Linked DNA regions of Sus scrofa: all the other regions are linked to region 2. Evidence: chromatin contacts called from public HiChIP or PLAC-seq data. All regions are on one chromosome and are shown on one strand. The core of a region is the stretch at or near the end of the contact, and the rest is flanking DNA. Distances in the headings are between cores, read along the strand shown. Region 1 holds the start of LOC110255331 (acyl-coenzyme A thioesterase 1-like). Region 2 holds the start of PNMA1 (paraneoplastic antigen Ma1). Region 3 holds the start of RIOX1 (bifunctional lysine-specific demethylase and histidyl-hydroxylase NO66). Region 4 holds the start of COQ6 (ubiquinone biosynthesis monooxygenase COQ6, mitochondrial). Region 5 holds the start of ZNF410 (zinc finger protein 410).

The links. HiChIP or PLAC-seq counts read pairs in DNA pulled down with a chosen protein or histone mark.
Region 1: an H3K27ac HiChIP or PLAC-seq map of alveolar macrophages shows a contact between it and region 2. The contact joins the promoter of LOC110255331 here to the promoter of PNMA1 in region 2. A contact is called at or near these places in 2 of 5 promoter capture datasets (fetal liver and liver), 3 of 47 Hi-C or Micro-C datasets (embryonic fibroblasts, heart right ventricle and liver) and 2 of 2 datasets of contacts at active chromatin or transcription factors (alveolar macrophages and skeletal muscle).
Region 3: an H3K27ac HiChIP or PLAC-seq map of alveolar macrophages shows a contact between it and region 2. The contact joins the promoter of RIOX1 here to the promoter of PNMA1 in region 2. A contact is called at or near these places in 1 of 5 promoter capture datasets (liver) and 2 of 2 datasets of contacts at active chromatin or transcription factors (alveolar macrophages and skeletal muscle).
Region 4: an H3K27ac HiChIP or PLAC-seq map of skeletal muscle shows a contact between it and region 2, with 4 times the contacts expected there. The contact joins the promoter of COQ6 here to the promoter of PNMA1 in region 2. A contact is called at or near these places in 2 of 47 Hi-C or Micro-C datasets (alveolar macrophages and psoas muscle) and 1 of 2 datasets of contacts at active chromatin or transcription factors (skeletal muscle).
Region 5: an H3K27ac HiChIP or PLAC-seq map of alveolar macrophages shows a contact between it and region 2. The contact joins the promoter of ZNF410 here to the promoter of PNMA1 in region 2. A contact is called at or near these places in 2 of 2 datasets of contacts at active chromatin or transcription factors (alveolar macrophages and skeletal muscle).

The regions. Positions count from the first base shown.
Region 1 is chr7:96,866,743-96,869,507 of Sscrofa11.1, forward strand. LOC110255331 (acyl-coenzyme A thioesterase 1-like) reads left to right here and starts at 1,367. Exons shown (of 4, transcript XM_021099494.1): 1 at 1,367-1,951; 2 at 1,954-2,019. The coding sequence starts at 1,435.
Region 2 is chr7:97,050,507-97,053,384 of Sscrofa11.1, forward strand. PNMA1 (paraneoplastic antigen Ma1) reads right to left here and starts at 1,351. Exons shown (of 1, transcript XM_021099497.1): 1 at 1-1,351. The coding sequence starts at 511.
Region 3 is chr7:96,821,411-96,824,440 of Sscrofa11.1, forward strand. RIOX1 (bifunctional lysine-specific demethylase and histidyl-hydroxylase NO66) reads left to right here and starts at 1,663. Exons shown (of 3, transcript XM_021099492.1): 1 at 1,663-3,030. The coding sequence starts at 1,746. The region is part of intron 15 of HEATR4 (HEAT repeat-containing protein 4); the gene reads right to left.
Region 4 is chr7:97,257,067-97,259,931 of Sscrofa11.1, forward strand. COQ6 (ubiquinone biosynthesis monooxygenase COQ6, mitochondrial) reads left to right here and starts at 1,551. Exons shown (of 12, transcript XM_001929106.5): 1 at 1,551-1,773. The coding sequence starts at 1,608. FAM161B (protein FAM161B) reads right to left here and starts at 1,609. Exons shown (of 10, transcript XM_021100078.1): 1 at 1,548-1,609; 2 at 1,244-1,496. The coding sequence starts at 1,609.
Region 5 is chr7:97,196,259-97,199,349 of Sscrofa11.1, forward strand. ZNF410 (zinc finger protein 410) reads left to right here and starts at 1,716. Exons shown (of 13, transcript XR_002346015.1): 1 at 1,716-1,829.

The sequences.
Region 1 (2,765 bases), core at 117-2,616, 180 kb before region 2:
CACCACCGGGTGAAACCCATAGCTTATGAAAAAGTGGGAAAATTCTCCAGGATGAAAGGGAGATAATGTTTGCCTAAATGGAGCAACATGAGAGTCCAGTATAACAAAATGACAACTACTACCTCATTTAGCTATTTGTACATCCATAAGGAAAGAAGCTGAGGTCACAAAGCTAGTAAGATGCTAGGCCTCTTAGTTGTGGAACGGTGTGGAAAAATTAACATACACACAAAACACAAGAAAAACACCATTAAAAAATTTTTATTAGAGTATAGTTGATTTACAACCTTGTGGTAGTTTTAGGTGTACAGCAAGGTGAATCAGTTATACATACACATAAGCACTTCTTTTTTTTTTTTTCCTTTAGCTGCCCCAAGGCACTGCAGTTCCCGGAGCAGGGATCAGATCACAGGATCCTACATAGGATCCTTTTATTTTTGTCTTTTTAGGGCAGCACTTGCGGCATATGGAGGTTCCCAAGCTAGGGGTCAAATTGGAGCTGTAGCTGCTGGCCTATGCCACGGCCACAGCATACAGGATCTGAGCCATGACTGAGACCTACACCACAGCTCACAGTAACCCTGGATCTTAACCCACTAAGCAAGACTGGGGATCTAACCCATGTCCTTGTGGATACTAGTTGGGTTCCTTAACTACTGAGCCATGACAGGAACTCCCACATAGGATCTTTTAACACACTTAACCCACTGTGTTGGGGGGGCTGTGGATGGACCTGTCTTGGCACTGCAGAGAAGCTGCTGATTTCCTTATGCTACAGTAAGAATGCCTCTGTTCTTTTCCAGATTATTTTCCTACACAGGTATTACAGAATACTGAATAAAACCAAAAACCAACCCCTACCTTTTTACAAAAAAGAAACAGACTCACAGATTTCTAAATCAAACCTACGGTTACCAAAGGGGAAATGTAACAGTGGGTAGGAGGGTGAGATGTATAAATTAGGAGTTTGAGATTAATATATATACACTACTATATATAAAATAAGCAACCAACAAGGACCTACCGGACATTTTAAAAGGTCTATGACTATTAACCGGTGTGAATTACTCAACAAAGTGATGAAACTTAATTCCAGCCCACTCCTCCTGGCTATTAAGTTTGGCGACTTGACACATTTGCTAAGTGCCAGGTTCCTTCGGGGGCAGCCCTGGTCCAGCCTACTCCAGCTCCTGAGAGGTAAAGCCAGGAAATCCGTTCCCGAAGTAAAAGTCCTGCGTCTCGGTTTTCCCTCTTACTTTGAAAGACAGGCTGCTTACTGATTGGCAGGACTTCCCTGCTACCCCAATTTCAGCCGACTGCTCGCCACCAATGGGTGCTGAGACTGCAGTTAAGTAGCCTGCCGCTAGGGGACCTCTGACTACTTTCTAACTTTCGTAGGCTCTTCAATCGCCCATATCTGAAATAAGGCACAAAATGGTGGCCTCGTATCTGGCTCTCCTGCGAGCGACGAGACTTTACCAAGTGGGCCATACGAGCTGCGGACGGTTGGTAGGGCTTCCAAAACTAAGGACCGCTAACCCAATCTCTTGGACCCCATTCCGGATGGCGGCGACCGTGACGCTGGAGCCCGCGGGCCGTTGCTGCTGGGACGAGCCGGTGCGCATTGCTGTGCGCGGCCTGGCCCCAGAGCAGCCGGTCACGCTGCGCGCGTCCCTGCGCGACGAGAAGGGCGCGCTCTTCAGGGCCCACGCGCGCTACTGCGCCGACACCGACGGCCAGCTGGACCTGGCGCGCGCGCCCGCGCTGGGCGGCAGCTTCGTGGGGCTCGAGCCCATGGGGCTCTTCTGGGCTCTGGAGCCCGAGAAGCCTTTGCTACGGCTGGTGAAGCGGGACGTGCAGACGCCCTTCGCCGTGGAGCTGGAGGTGTTCGACGGCCACGAGCCCGAGGGCGGGCGGCTCCTGGGCCGGGCTGTGCACGAGCGCGACTTCCTGCGCCCGGGGTTCGGCGCGAGCCGGTGCGCGCGGGCCGGGTGCGCGCCACGCTTTTCCTGCCTCCAGGTGAGCCGCGGACTAACATAACTGTAAGGCAAGGGGTAGCTCCCAACATTCTGGAGGTCCACGGGGCCTGAAACTTTCTGGGAGACAGGAATGGGACAGTAAGGTTGGCTGGGGAGGTGCTCTGCCACTCCAAAATAGAGGTTAGGCCAAAGACATCATACGGAAAGAGAAGAGGTAGTTGTAATGTAAAGAAAAGGAATAGAGTAGGGCGTTTCCACTGTGGCTCAGCGGGTTAAGAGCCCGACTAAAATCCAAGAGGAGGCAGGTCTGATTCCTGGCCTCCATAAGTGGGTTAAAGGTTCTGGTGTTGCAACAGGCTGAGTCGCAAATGCCTCTGGGAACTGGCGTTGTTGCAGCTGTGGCTGCGTAGGCTGGATGCCTTCTGGCCTGGGAACCTCCATGTGCCAAGGGTGCAGCCCTAAAAAGACCAAAAGAAATAAGTATAGGTAGTTTCTAAATCTCACTGGCTGTTTCTCATTGCCTGGGTTGCTGGGGTGGTCAGTTTCTTGAAGGAGATGCAATGTACATCTTTTCTTGTTGTGGCCAGTGGCTGATGATTCTTTCCTGTTGATGACTCTTCTGCTGTGATCTGTAACGGACAGTTCTTTGCATAATTAATGTGGAGTGGTACTGCTGAGAATTCCCCTTCTGTCTTCTGAAATCCAATGTGAGGTTCCCCTTTATTAATTTTCACAGCACCAGCAATGTACGGGGACCCAGCTGTCCACATCCCCACTAGAATCTGG
Region 2 (2,878 bases), core at 101-2,600:
CCGGAATGTCCCTTCCCGAGAACAACGTCAGCTTCTTGTACCATATGGACTCAACCAGAGGCTGAATAACATTATCCAAAATATAGTTTAGCATCTCTGCCGGCATTTCGGGGCCTGGGGCCGGAGTGGGGTTCTGAAACCCAAGGACACGGGCAACATCTTGCACGGTCCACCCCTCTCTTGCTAGGAAGAGGTGCAACCTTTCTAAAAATTCAGCATCGGAAGTGGGGGGCTTAAAGACTACTTTCCAGACCCCTCCTTTACCTGGCATCTCCCTGGGGATCGCAGCATAATCGACAGCACCAGTGAGCTCTAACAAGGCTGCTTTGGCATTCTCTTCCCTCCAGAACATTCTCCCAAGCACTCGATAGGGCACCTGGGGCATCGCAGCTTGAAAGGTCTCTTCGATTTCGGTCTCATCACAGTTCACAGGGATCCCCCAGACCAGAAGGGCTCTCTGGGAGTTCACATCCATCCCCCTACACCAATCTTCCAGCAGTGTCATCGCCATTTTCCCAACTATCAAGGGCCCCAATTCTACAAATACAATTAGACTGTGGCTCCCTGTGCTCTAAAACTGAAGACAATAGCAGACGCTCCCACCGCCACCTCCCCCCATATGCCCGAGGGAGTCAATCACGTTTAACAAACGACACCAGTGTCCTGCTCTCCTCTTTTCGCTGCCCCTCAAAGCCAGGCCTCCGCGTTCTCGGAACGAAGCCTCGGGGATGCTCAGTCACATGGCCATCGCCATCTTGTGTCTCCGGTCGGGATCCGCAGGCCGGGTCCTCCACTTACAGGAAGGTGTCGCGTCGGAGCGCAGAGGCGAGGAAAAAAGGCGGGCGGCGAAAGCAGGAGCCGCAGGGCTTGATCGCGGGACGTGGCCGCCTCTTCGCAGCCTGGGCGCCAGGCACTCGCTGCTGCTCCCAGAGGGTGCAAGCTTTCGTTGCCAGAGCGGAGCACGCCTCAGACGAGCTAGGAGCCGCTTCTCCGCAGACAAGAACTAGTACCGCCCCCGGAGGGAAAGACTGTCCTAAGGGAAAGACAGCGGCGGCAGCGAGGCCAACCCGAGAGAGCTTCTTCGTGGGCAAACGTATCCCTCTGGGCGGCGAGGACGCCAAGGACCAAGAACACAGGCAGCAGAGGCGCAGGAAAGACGCGGAAGCCAGGCTAGAGGAGGCGCAGGCGCAGTCGCAGGCAGGCCGCGGCAGCCCCGCACGCAGGCGACCGCGGGCCGAGGTGGGCTGGAGCTGCACAGTTGTACCTCGGTCCCACCCGCAGCCAGCCTAGCCTTTACTGCCGCAGTGGAGGGCGGGGCCGGCCTTCGACCCGCCTCGCCCCGCCCCCCGCGGCCCTGCCCGCGCGACCGTAGCCACGGCAACCACCGACGCGAGACGCCGGAGCTCTAGCGGCCTGCAGGGGCGAATGGTTGCCATGGTGGCAGCTCGGGGCCGCGGGCGTTAATTTCCTTTACCGCGCATTTCCTTTTTCGCATTTTCCAGATTTTTTTTTTTCTTAACAAAGCACTGTGTTTAAAAGATAATATAATTCTGGAGTGGATTTAAGATGATATCCGGCCGTCAAGAAAGACTTGTCTACTCGCGTCGCTCGTTCAGAGGCAATGCTGTATAATACCCTGTACCACCTGACTGCACTCTGCACCCTCTAAATTTTATCCCAGTGAGTTGAGACTTCTTCTTGTCTAAAATGTTGTAAAAAGATCTAGATCTCTATGAATAGTAACCCGGCAAACACTAATGTGTTATTTCCCCTGCCCTGGCATCATGGATAAAACAGGCCTTATGGTTCAAAAATGTCAAGTATCCTTTGGAAGCAAACCAAGGCACACTTACAATCCCAGATGGTGAGATAATAAATCTTTCCCCCAAAGGACACAGAAATCAACTCTGAATTTTTAAAACCTTATTTAATAAAAGGTTTAAAGATACAGAAGAACATTCAAAAGTAAATAAGTTACATAGGTACATTACAATCACATCAGCAAGATTTTCTTTAGTGTGTTAATTTTTTTTTTTATAAAAAGCACACAAAAAATAAAATCTTCCGTCTGGTCTATCACAACTGTACAGCAAAAGAGGTAATATTTATATATATGTACACTATTTTAATATGTAACAGTCTTTTAAAAAAGGGTGCCACAGGCAGCAAACACACAAAAGGCAGTGTCTGATTTTTTCAAAATAAAAGGAATATACTTATTTATATGCTATTAAAATATTTGTACAATAATTACAGACTATCAAGGCTGTTCCTGTGCTCTGTCCCCTCCAACAAGGCCTTTGACTAAGAGACAAATGAGGAAAAGGTGAAACAGCTGCAAATTGTTAGTTAGAGGCAAATATTAATACAGCAAAATATGGGGAGGACATACAATTGTTTTATAAAAATATGCATACTTCCTGTAAACCTAAGGAGTTAGGCTTGCCACTGGTAATAAATACCATCTGAGAAAACTGAGCCCCGGTAAAAACATATTTAAACAGCTGAGGCTTGTGTATGTGTTGTATTCCTCCTTCATCTTAACATCTGGCACATGAGAAGAAAGAGGTTAGGTCATTGAGGCAGTTAAATATAGGGGATCCCTTTAGACATAAGCAGCACACGACCTCTGTGCCAGGGGTGGAAGTGGAGTAGCCAAAGGGATAGGTGTGTACCTTAGCTGTGACAGGGGTTGCTGAAGGCATGGAGGACAGTGTCGAAGCCCTGTCTCCTTGGGTGGCTAAGAGACCTCAGAAATGGTCTAGAACACAGGCACTAGGTTAATCTCATGCCCTTAGCTGAGTGTAGCTGGAGGCTGCGAGATGGGTATGTAAGGTGGTGTACAGAGGACATTATAAAGCTGAAGGTGTTTTCACTT
Region 3 (3,030 bases), core at 413-2,912, 230 kb before region 2:
ACTGCAATCCCAAACAATTCTGTACACACATAGATGGTCATATCCAAATCTAATGGGAAACACAAACCCAAAACTATAGTAAACACACACATTAAAAAGAAAAAGCAACCCATACAACACTGAAGATAATCAGCAAGTCACAAGAGAAAAACAGCAAAAGAACGGGGAGGGGAGCCCAAAGCAAAAATTCAAAACAACTAACAAAATGGCAATAAACACACACTTCCATAATTACACTGAATGTAAATGGATTAAATGCTCCAACCAAAAGACACAGACTGGCTGAGTGGATACAAAAAACAAGACCTGGGGCACATGGATGGGTTTTGAGTAGGGTGATGGTAGGTTTGGGGCCAAAGCTTGAGAAAACTAATTTCTTTTCTTTTTTGTCGACACCCATGGCATGTGGAAGTTTCCCAACCAGGGATGGAACCTGAGCTGCAGCCGTCACCTATGTCACAGCTGTGGCAATGCCAGATCTTTAATCTGCTGCTCCACACCAGGAACTTTGAAAAAACTAATTTTGTCCTTACTTGTGTTATAAATTAGCACAGGGGGCAATTAAAGTTAAAAAGAGACTTGTTGGGAGGCCACTTGTAATAGACCAGGGTTTCTCAGCCTCAGCATTATTAACATTTCAGGTTGGATAATTATTTGTTGGGGGTGGAGTGTTGTCTTTTGCATTGTGGCTGTTCAGCAGCATCTCTGGCTTTTACTCATGAGATGCTATAGCATCAACCCTCCTCCCCCAAAGTGTTTCTTGGGGAGGCAAAATCCACCCCAAGTAGCAGACCATTGTAATAGACCATAAGAGAAATAAAACGGGTAAATGTAACACCTAAGAGGAGTAAAATCTAAAAGCTTTTAGACTCCAAGTGTTTGGATTGAAATGTGAGTGAGAAAGAGGATTGAAAGATCAAATGGAACCACAGAAAAGGCCCTAGAGACCATGTAGTCTAACATGCTTATAATTGCTTGTAAGGTTGTGAACTCTTTCTGAGAGAGTTCGGTAAAACCTATAATAATGACAAAAATTATCCTGTTCGTAGCAATTCCATTCCTGGGAATTTATAATAAATGATTCAAATGAACACAAGTCATCTTTATGTATAAAGCAACAATAGTTTCATGGAGACAGTGACGATGTTCTCAGCAATTGCACTCTCATGCCTACCACAGTGCCCACATATAATAAGGCTCAGATATAATAATAAGTCGACATAAAGTTCAGAGGAGAAGAGATTCTGGGGATAGAAGTTGTAGTTAATGAAACAAAATTCCAGAGGGAGTGGGAAAGGCAGATATCAAGAACAAGAGTAGAAAAGCCCATACCTTCTTTTTTGTGGTGGGAGCACAATGACTTAAAATTTGTGATGCAGCTGGGGAACATGCTATTCAGAAACGAGGAAGACCCGGGGAACACTGCAAAGTGCAGATACTAGAACGAAAGAGGAGTGAAGCAGCCAACTTTTTTCTCCTGGAGTCCCTGGCAACTTGATTTTTAAACTGCCCACAAAACAGAGACACCAGGTTAATCACGCAAGGACTCAGGTGCTCTAGCTGGGGAAGCCAGGCATTTAATTAAGTTAACATTTTCTAACCCGGCGCGCGGGAGGCGCCAGGGGGAAGAATGGTGGGCGTGGACAACCCAGTGCGGCTGGAGGCCCGCCCCCTTCCCAGAGTACACGGCGGCCGCGGCCTGCAAGAGCCGGTTTGTCGCTGTCTGCTCCGGAGAGGGTCGGACCATGGACGGGCTCCGGGCTAGCGCAGGGCTGCTGAGGCGCGGGCGGCTGAGGCGCCGGCGCCAGCCTCAGCCACACAGCGGGTCGGTCCTGGCCCTGCCCCTGAGGCCCAGGAAGATCCGAAGGCAGCTGCGGAGAAGTGTCGCGTCCCGCATGGCCGCGCTGAGGGCCCAGACGCTGCCAAGCGAGGACTCGGAGGACTCGAGGGTGGAGTCGACGGTCGACGGTCCCGTGGACCCGCTGGCTGGCGGGGTGGTGGGCCTTCCGGATGCCGCCCGGCGGGAGCCATATGGCCACCTCGGGCCCGCGGAGCTGCTGGAGGCCTCACCCGCGTCCCGCTCCCTGCAGACTCCTCGAGCCCTGGTGGAGTCGCAGACCCCGGCAGCGCGCTTGGTGGAGGCGCAGACGCCGCCGGCGCGGCTGATGGAGGGGCCCGCCCTGCCCGCGCGCCTAGTGCCGGGTTCGGCGCCGCCCGCGCGCCTGGTGGAGGTGGCCGCTGCGCCGGCCCGCGGGGTGGAGAACTCTACCCTGTTGTGCTCTGCCCAGCACTTGGCGGGCGCCCCGCCGTCCATGGCTCCTGCGACGCTGTCGGGGCCTCAGGGGGAAAGCATGAACGGGGAGCTGCCCTGGGACTCTCCTCTGCAGCGCGTCTTGGCCGAGCTGAACCGCATCCCCAGCAGCCGGCGGCGGGCGGCGCGCCTCTTTGAATGGCTCATCTCGCCCATGCCGCCAGACCACTTCTACCGGCGCCTGTGGGAGCGTGAGGCGGTGCTGGTGCGGCGGCAGGACCACACCTACTACCAGGGTCTCTTCTCTACCGCAGACCTGGACTCCATGCTGCGGAACGAGGAGGTCCAGTTCGGGCAGCACCTGGACGCCGCGCGCTACATCAACGGGCGGCGCGAGACTCTGAACCCTCCCGGCCGCGCCCTGCCCGCCGCCGCGTGGTCCCTGTACCAGGCCGGCTGCTCCCTGCGCCTCCTCTGTCCGCAGGCTTTCTCCACCACCGTGTGGCAGTTTTTGGCTGTGCTTCAAGAGCAGTTTGGAAGCATGGCAGGCTCCAACGTTTACCTCACGCCCCCCAACTCGCAGGGCTTTGCCCCCCACTACGACGACATTGAGGCTTTCGTGCTGCAGCTGGAAGGTAGGAAACTCTGGCGGGTCTACCGACCGCGGGTCCCGACTGAGGAACTAGCCCTGACATCCAGTCCCAACTTCAGCCAGGACGACCTCGGTGAGCCGGTGCTGCAGACGGTGCTGGAACCTGGAGATTTGCTTTATTTTCCCC
Region 4 (2,865 bases), core at 301-2,800, 210 kb after region 2:
ACCCTTCAGCTGATTTGAATACACTCCTTACAGGATACTAAGGAGGAGCTCTATTCCCGGAGAGGAAGAGGCGGGCCTTTCCAACCCCCACTCCCCTCGGATGATAAAATTGCGGCCCCGAAGATTAGACCCTCCGCAGGGCTTCCTTGCCTGCTCACTTGTACCTCTTACAAGAGTCCTATCCTAGTAAATCTGTTCCTTGTCTGTCGCTTTGTCTTTCGCTGAATTCCTTCTGCGCAGAGGCATAAAGAACCTGAGCCTTGGTGAGTCCAAACACAGGGTAACTCGAATTTAAAACCGTGGGTTTAAGTCTCAATCTGGCTTTAGGTTGGGTCGGGTCCTGGCACCTGGGTTCAAGTCCCAATCTGGGTTTTGGCTGGGTTCAGGCGGGTTAGTGTTGTCAATTTCGTTACCATATAATTGATACAAATCACTCAAAGTGAACAGTTCAGTGGGTTTCAATATATTCAGAGTTGCACAACCATCACCACAATCAGTTTCAGATCATTTAAATCATCCTCCCAAAGGACCCCATTCCATTTTGTTGTCACTCCCTATCTTCTCTAACCCTCCTCCAAGCCTCAAGCCCTAAGCAACCACCAGTTTACTTTCTGTCTCTGTGGATTTGGGAGGCAAATTTCTGGTTTTTTGTTTTGTTTTGTCTTTTTGTCCTTTTTAGGGCCGCACCCGCCGCATATGGTGGTTCCCAGGCTAGGGGTCGAATCGGAGCTATAGCTGCAGGCCTACGCCAGAGCCACAGCAACGCCAGATCCGAGCCGTGTCTGCGACCTACACCACAGCTCACGGCAACGCCGGATTCTTAACCCGCTGAGCGGAGCCAGGGATCGAACTCACAACCTCAAGGTTCCTACTCGGATTCTTTAACCACTGAGCCACGACGGGAACTCCATGGGGGCAAATTTCTTAATCTCTCTGTGCCTCAGCTTTTTCTTCTATGAAATGGAGACAAGAATCGTGCTTTTAGTCCTGGGATGGTTGAGAGGAAAAGGAAAAACTAAAGGCCATTGCTATGGCTCTATGAATAGCTTGTCAGAAAGCTCAAGCATTGGAGTCCCATTGCTGAGTCTGGTCTCCGCTTGCCTAAACTCGGTCAGTTTTAATCCCACGCCCCTGTGACACGCCCCTGTCGACGGTCTCCAAGGCAACGTCAAACAGTTTCCTCTCTTAGGGATTCCTTTCCAGTTAGCAGACATGATCGCTCCCTTTCTTTTTCTTTCCTCACCTGAGGACTCCACTGAGCGCCGCAGGAGCTTCCCGAGGAGCTCCCCACGGTCATCTCCTCAGCTGGGCAGAGACAGAAGCGTGGAAGAGACAGTGGCGTGACAGCTGCTGTAGCTGCCCTAGCTACGCAGGTCAGGTTCCGCCCCTTTCTCGCTTGGGCCGCTGATTGGCTTCCAGGCAGATACACGAAATGGTCCCTTTCCTCGGCAGGCAAGATTCGTCTTCTGATTGGCTTATTCTCTAGGTAAGTTCTACTTCCGGTTTAGAGGTGGAGGTTAAAGCAGCTAGTGACTGGAGGGCTCTGCTCCGGAAGTGCTCCCGGAGGCGGGCCTAGCGGGGCGCCAAATACGGCGCAAGTCAGCACCATGGCTGCCCGGCTGGCTGGCAGCCGATCGGGGACTGCTCTTTCTGCTGCCCAGAGAGGCCCGCTAGTTTCCTGTCGGAGGTGGGCCGGCGCCACGGCTGACACCGTGTATGATGTTGTGGTGTCGGGTGGAGGCATGGTGGGCGCCGCTATGGCCTGTGCCTTGGGTAAGCGCATCTCCAGACCGGTAGTGGCGGGGAGTGGGGCCCGGGAGGAACGGTGAGAACCGTGGGAACCCTGGCACTGTTTGCCCAGAGTCTGAGAGTTATGTATCTTGTGGTCCATTCCCTGCCCAGAGGAGCCCCAAGGCCTTGGGGCAAGCGTTTGTTCCTTCAGGATGTCAAAGGGTCAAAAGTGGGAGGGAACAGTAGGAGTTCTTCCAAGGCGTGGGGAAACAGACTTGCCCAGGGTTTTTTAGTTCTGGACACCGTTGAAAGGAAGCAGGCATTGCCTATTGAGCTAGGCTGGTTTGTGTTGGTTTTTAAACAGCTTCACTGAGGCGTTCCCGTGGTGGCTCAGTGGAAATGAATCTGACTAGTGAGGAAGATGCAGGTTTCATCCTTGGCCTCACTCAGTGGGTTAAGGATCCAGCGTTGCCCTGAGCGGTGGTCTAGGTTGCAGACTCCTGTGGGATCTACATTGCTGTGGCTGTGGTGTGAGCCGGCAGCGACAGCTCCAACTATACCCCTAGCCCGAGAACCTCCATATGCCGTGGGTGCGGCCCTAAAAAGTCAAAAATAAATAAATAAATAGCTTCATTGAGATATGATTTGTACACTATCATTTAAAGCATAGAATTTGATGATTTTTAGTATATTCACAGAATTGTGCAGCCATCGCCACAATAAATTTTAAAGTATTTTTATCATCTCCAAAAGGAATCCAAACTCCTTAATGGTCACTGTCCACGTCCCCCCTAGGTAACTGCTCGTGTACTTTCCGCCTCTATATATTTGCTTTTTTGGGACATTTCCATATACATGGAATCTACTTAATGTTTTTGATTTTCACGCAGGTTGTAGCTTGTGCTTCATTCCTTTTTACAAGCTTAATATTTTGTGTGGATATAGCACATTTATTCATTCATCAGTTTTGGACGATAGCAAGTAATGCTACTATCATTTTGTGTATAAGCTTTTGTGTACACTCCTATTCCTAGGAGTGGATTTGCTAGGTCACAGTAAACTCTGTTTAACCTTTTGAAGAACAGCCAGTGTTCCAAAGTGGCTGCCCATGTAAAATACATTTCCCCCAACAAT
Region 5 (3,091 bases), core at 466-2,965, 150 kb after region 2:
ATATAGACATCACGTTGAGTTTTAAGTGATGAAAAAGATTTAAAGGACAAATACCCCAGAAAATGACAGGACTGACAGCAAATTAACAATAGTTGTAAACATGAATGTTAAAGATCTACTAATGTACTTCTAAATAAGAGGTTTGTTTTATTAATTGTCATCAACCTTTTAATATGGTAAAATTGAGGCTATTTTCCTGAATGTTGTGCTGGTTTTTTTAAGGATCCAGCAACTCAGGATCCTTAACCCACTGATCAAGGCCAGGCATTGAACCTGCATCTTCGTGGATACTAGTCGGATTTGTTAACTGCTGAGCCACAAGCCACGACAGGAACTCCCTGTTGTGCTGGTCTACGGTCAGCTATTTACAAACTGCAATATACTTCTGTGTAGATTCGAACCATGTTAGTAATCAGTCACTCCAGTTAACCTCAGTGGCCTTCACGTCTTTGTTTTATATACTTTTCCTGGACCATTTCATCCCTAGAGAGGGCTTCATCTCTTGTCTGTATGTTGATAACTCCCAATTTTATATCTTTCTTCTTCTTTTTTTTAAGGGCCGCACCTACAACATACGGCCGGTGGCATATGGAGGTTCTCAGGCCAGGGGTCCAATCAGAGCTGTAACCGCCAGCCTACACCAGAGCCACAGCAATGCAGGATCTGAGCCATGTCTTTGACCTACACTGCAGCTCACAGCAACACCAGATCCTGAACTCACTGAGCAAGGCTAGGGATTGAACCCCCATCCTCATGGATGCTAATCAGGTTCATTAACCATTGAGCTACATAGGGAGCTCTCCAACTTCTTATCTTATTTCTGACCTCTTGAGCTAGGGACCTTTACCTCCAAGTAAATATCCTATAGGCCCCTAGGATAGATAAACTCTACTTATCTAAAGAGGAATTATCTTCCCTTGAAACGTGTTGCTTCTTTGTTTATAAATCACCATCTGTTTGTGTACTCAAACTACCTCTCTAGTTTCTTTAGCCTTTATCCTTGAAAGTAGGTATCTATCCTTCTTAGAGACGCCTTTAATTCCCACTGCCACTATCCTCGTTGAGTCCCTCCCTCATCCTTTGGCACACAGCAAGTACTCAAAAAAGTAACTTCACAAAGTCAAATACATAAAGCTCTAACAAGTTGTAGCACCCAGCCTGAAACTCAAGTGTTCTAGCCTCCGTCTGGATATCCGAGAACTCGTTACATCCTAATGTACTGAGAGAACCCAGACTCTGGGGAATTCACATTGCAGAAAAAAGTTATACACGTAAGTCTCAATTCTTCTTGCGAGCAGTATGCAATGCAAAACTAGATTCTGCAAGTTCCCTTCTCCAGCAGTGAAGCTTGGAGGTCCTCTTCACTGAGAACTTTGATAAATATTTAAGTGGTGATCTTTTCCTTCTTGCTTGCCTCCGATGGAACTTGTACTGATCTCAGCTGACAGGAAAAACTACCCCGTCCGCTGCAGCAGGGAAGCAGTGACGTCACGGCTAGACTTTAACGATCCGTTTTTTTCGGGCTTCGCAGACCAAGGAGCTCCAAAGGCCGAGAGGGAATGAGTGGGAGGCGGGAGACCCAGTTCCTTCCCTCCCAGAACCAAGTCCTGCGCTACCAGCTTGGCCCTCTCAGGCCAGCGGCCCTCGGGCTAGAACCCCTGGCCAGGCGGCCATCACCGGACTCGGAGGCGAGCGAGTGGGCGTGTGCGTGGGGGGCGGCCAAACTTCCTGTCCCGCGGTCGAGCTGCTTCCGGCGGGAGCCGGAAGACGCTGTGTGTGGACGGAATTCGAGACCGAGTGACGGACGGACGGCTGCCCGGGACAGGAAGGTGAGCTCTAGGGTGGGCCCGACCGCACCCGCTTGGCTGGACGGTTCTCGAGAGGGAGCGCGCCAGTGCCGGCTCCTCGGGAGCTCGGGCCGAGTTCGACCCCGGAGGGGTTTGGGAATCCGCCCCCAGGGGCACCCACCTGGATCTGGCGCTACCGGGAGCGGCCGGTCTGAAGCCCCACAGCTTCAGCTCTTCCTCTCGCGGGTTTTTGGGGCCTACATTTTGGCTCCTTTGCCTGGTTTTGGGGATGGGGGGAACAACACAAACCCGGATAGCTCGAGTCAGCGAGTGGCCGGGGCCGGGGCCGGGGCGGGGGCTCCCGGACAGCCCCCTAAGCGGGGCCTGCCCACGGACCTTAGGCCCCTTCACTAGGCCATTTGTAATAGGTGAATGAGGATGCCAGGGGGACTCTGCCCTGGACGTTTCAGTCCAGATGCACCCTCTTTCTTATGTCCACTTGCTTTCTGTGTCTGGAAGAAGGAAGGCTGCCAATTCCAAGGGGCTGGGCCGCTGGTTTCTTCTTCGCCTGTCATTTCAGGGCAAGGGTGTGGACTGTGAGTGTTTACAGCCTGTATTCATTTAGCAGGTAGAATTTATCCTCTGAAGTTTTTTTCATGGGAAAGAATTCTACTAGTTTATTAAAGTTTATCCCACTTCCGCACGAGGCTCTGAAACGCATTTAGGAACAATTTGAAAGTAAAATATTATTAACTTGGAACTTAAGAATTTTCGCTTTTCTCTCACTTTGGGGACAAGGGTCCGTGCAACATATATTTGCTAAGAGAATAAAAGAAACATTTTGAAATAAAGCCAAAGGCATTTTGTTATTGTTAAGGAGTGAGAAATTCTACTTTGTGTTATCTTTATGTGGAACAAAGTCAACTAACTTGCAGTCAAAGGATTTAGGTTCTAGTTTTTCAAGTTTTGCATCTAAGTGGATGTCTAATTTTTGGCAAGTTACTTAGTCGCTAACTTTGCGCCTTTTTTTCCCCCTCTGTAAATGAAGGGGCCTACCTATTCATTCAGGAGATATTTCCTGAATGCTTAGTTTGTACAAAGCATCTTGCTAAGTTAATGGGAGAAGGATGAATAAATTCTTTGAACCTTAACCATTGAAAAAAAATATTCAGGTAGATAACTAATACCCAAGGCAAAATGAAATAATTGCTAAAGAGAAGTTAAACTATGTGCTGTGAGAACATAGAGGGAAGGAAGTTTTGTTCTGACTGGGGGAAAGGGATCAGTCTTCATGGAGGATGGCA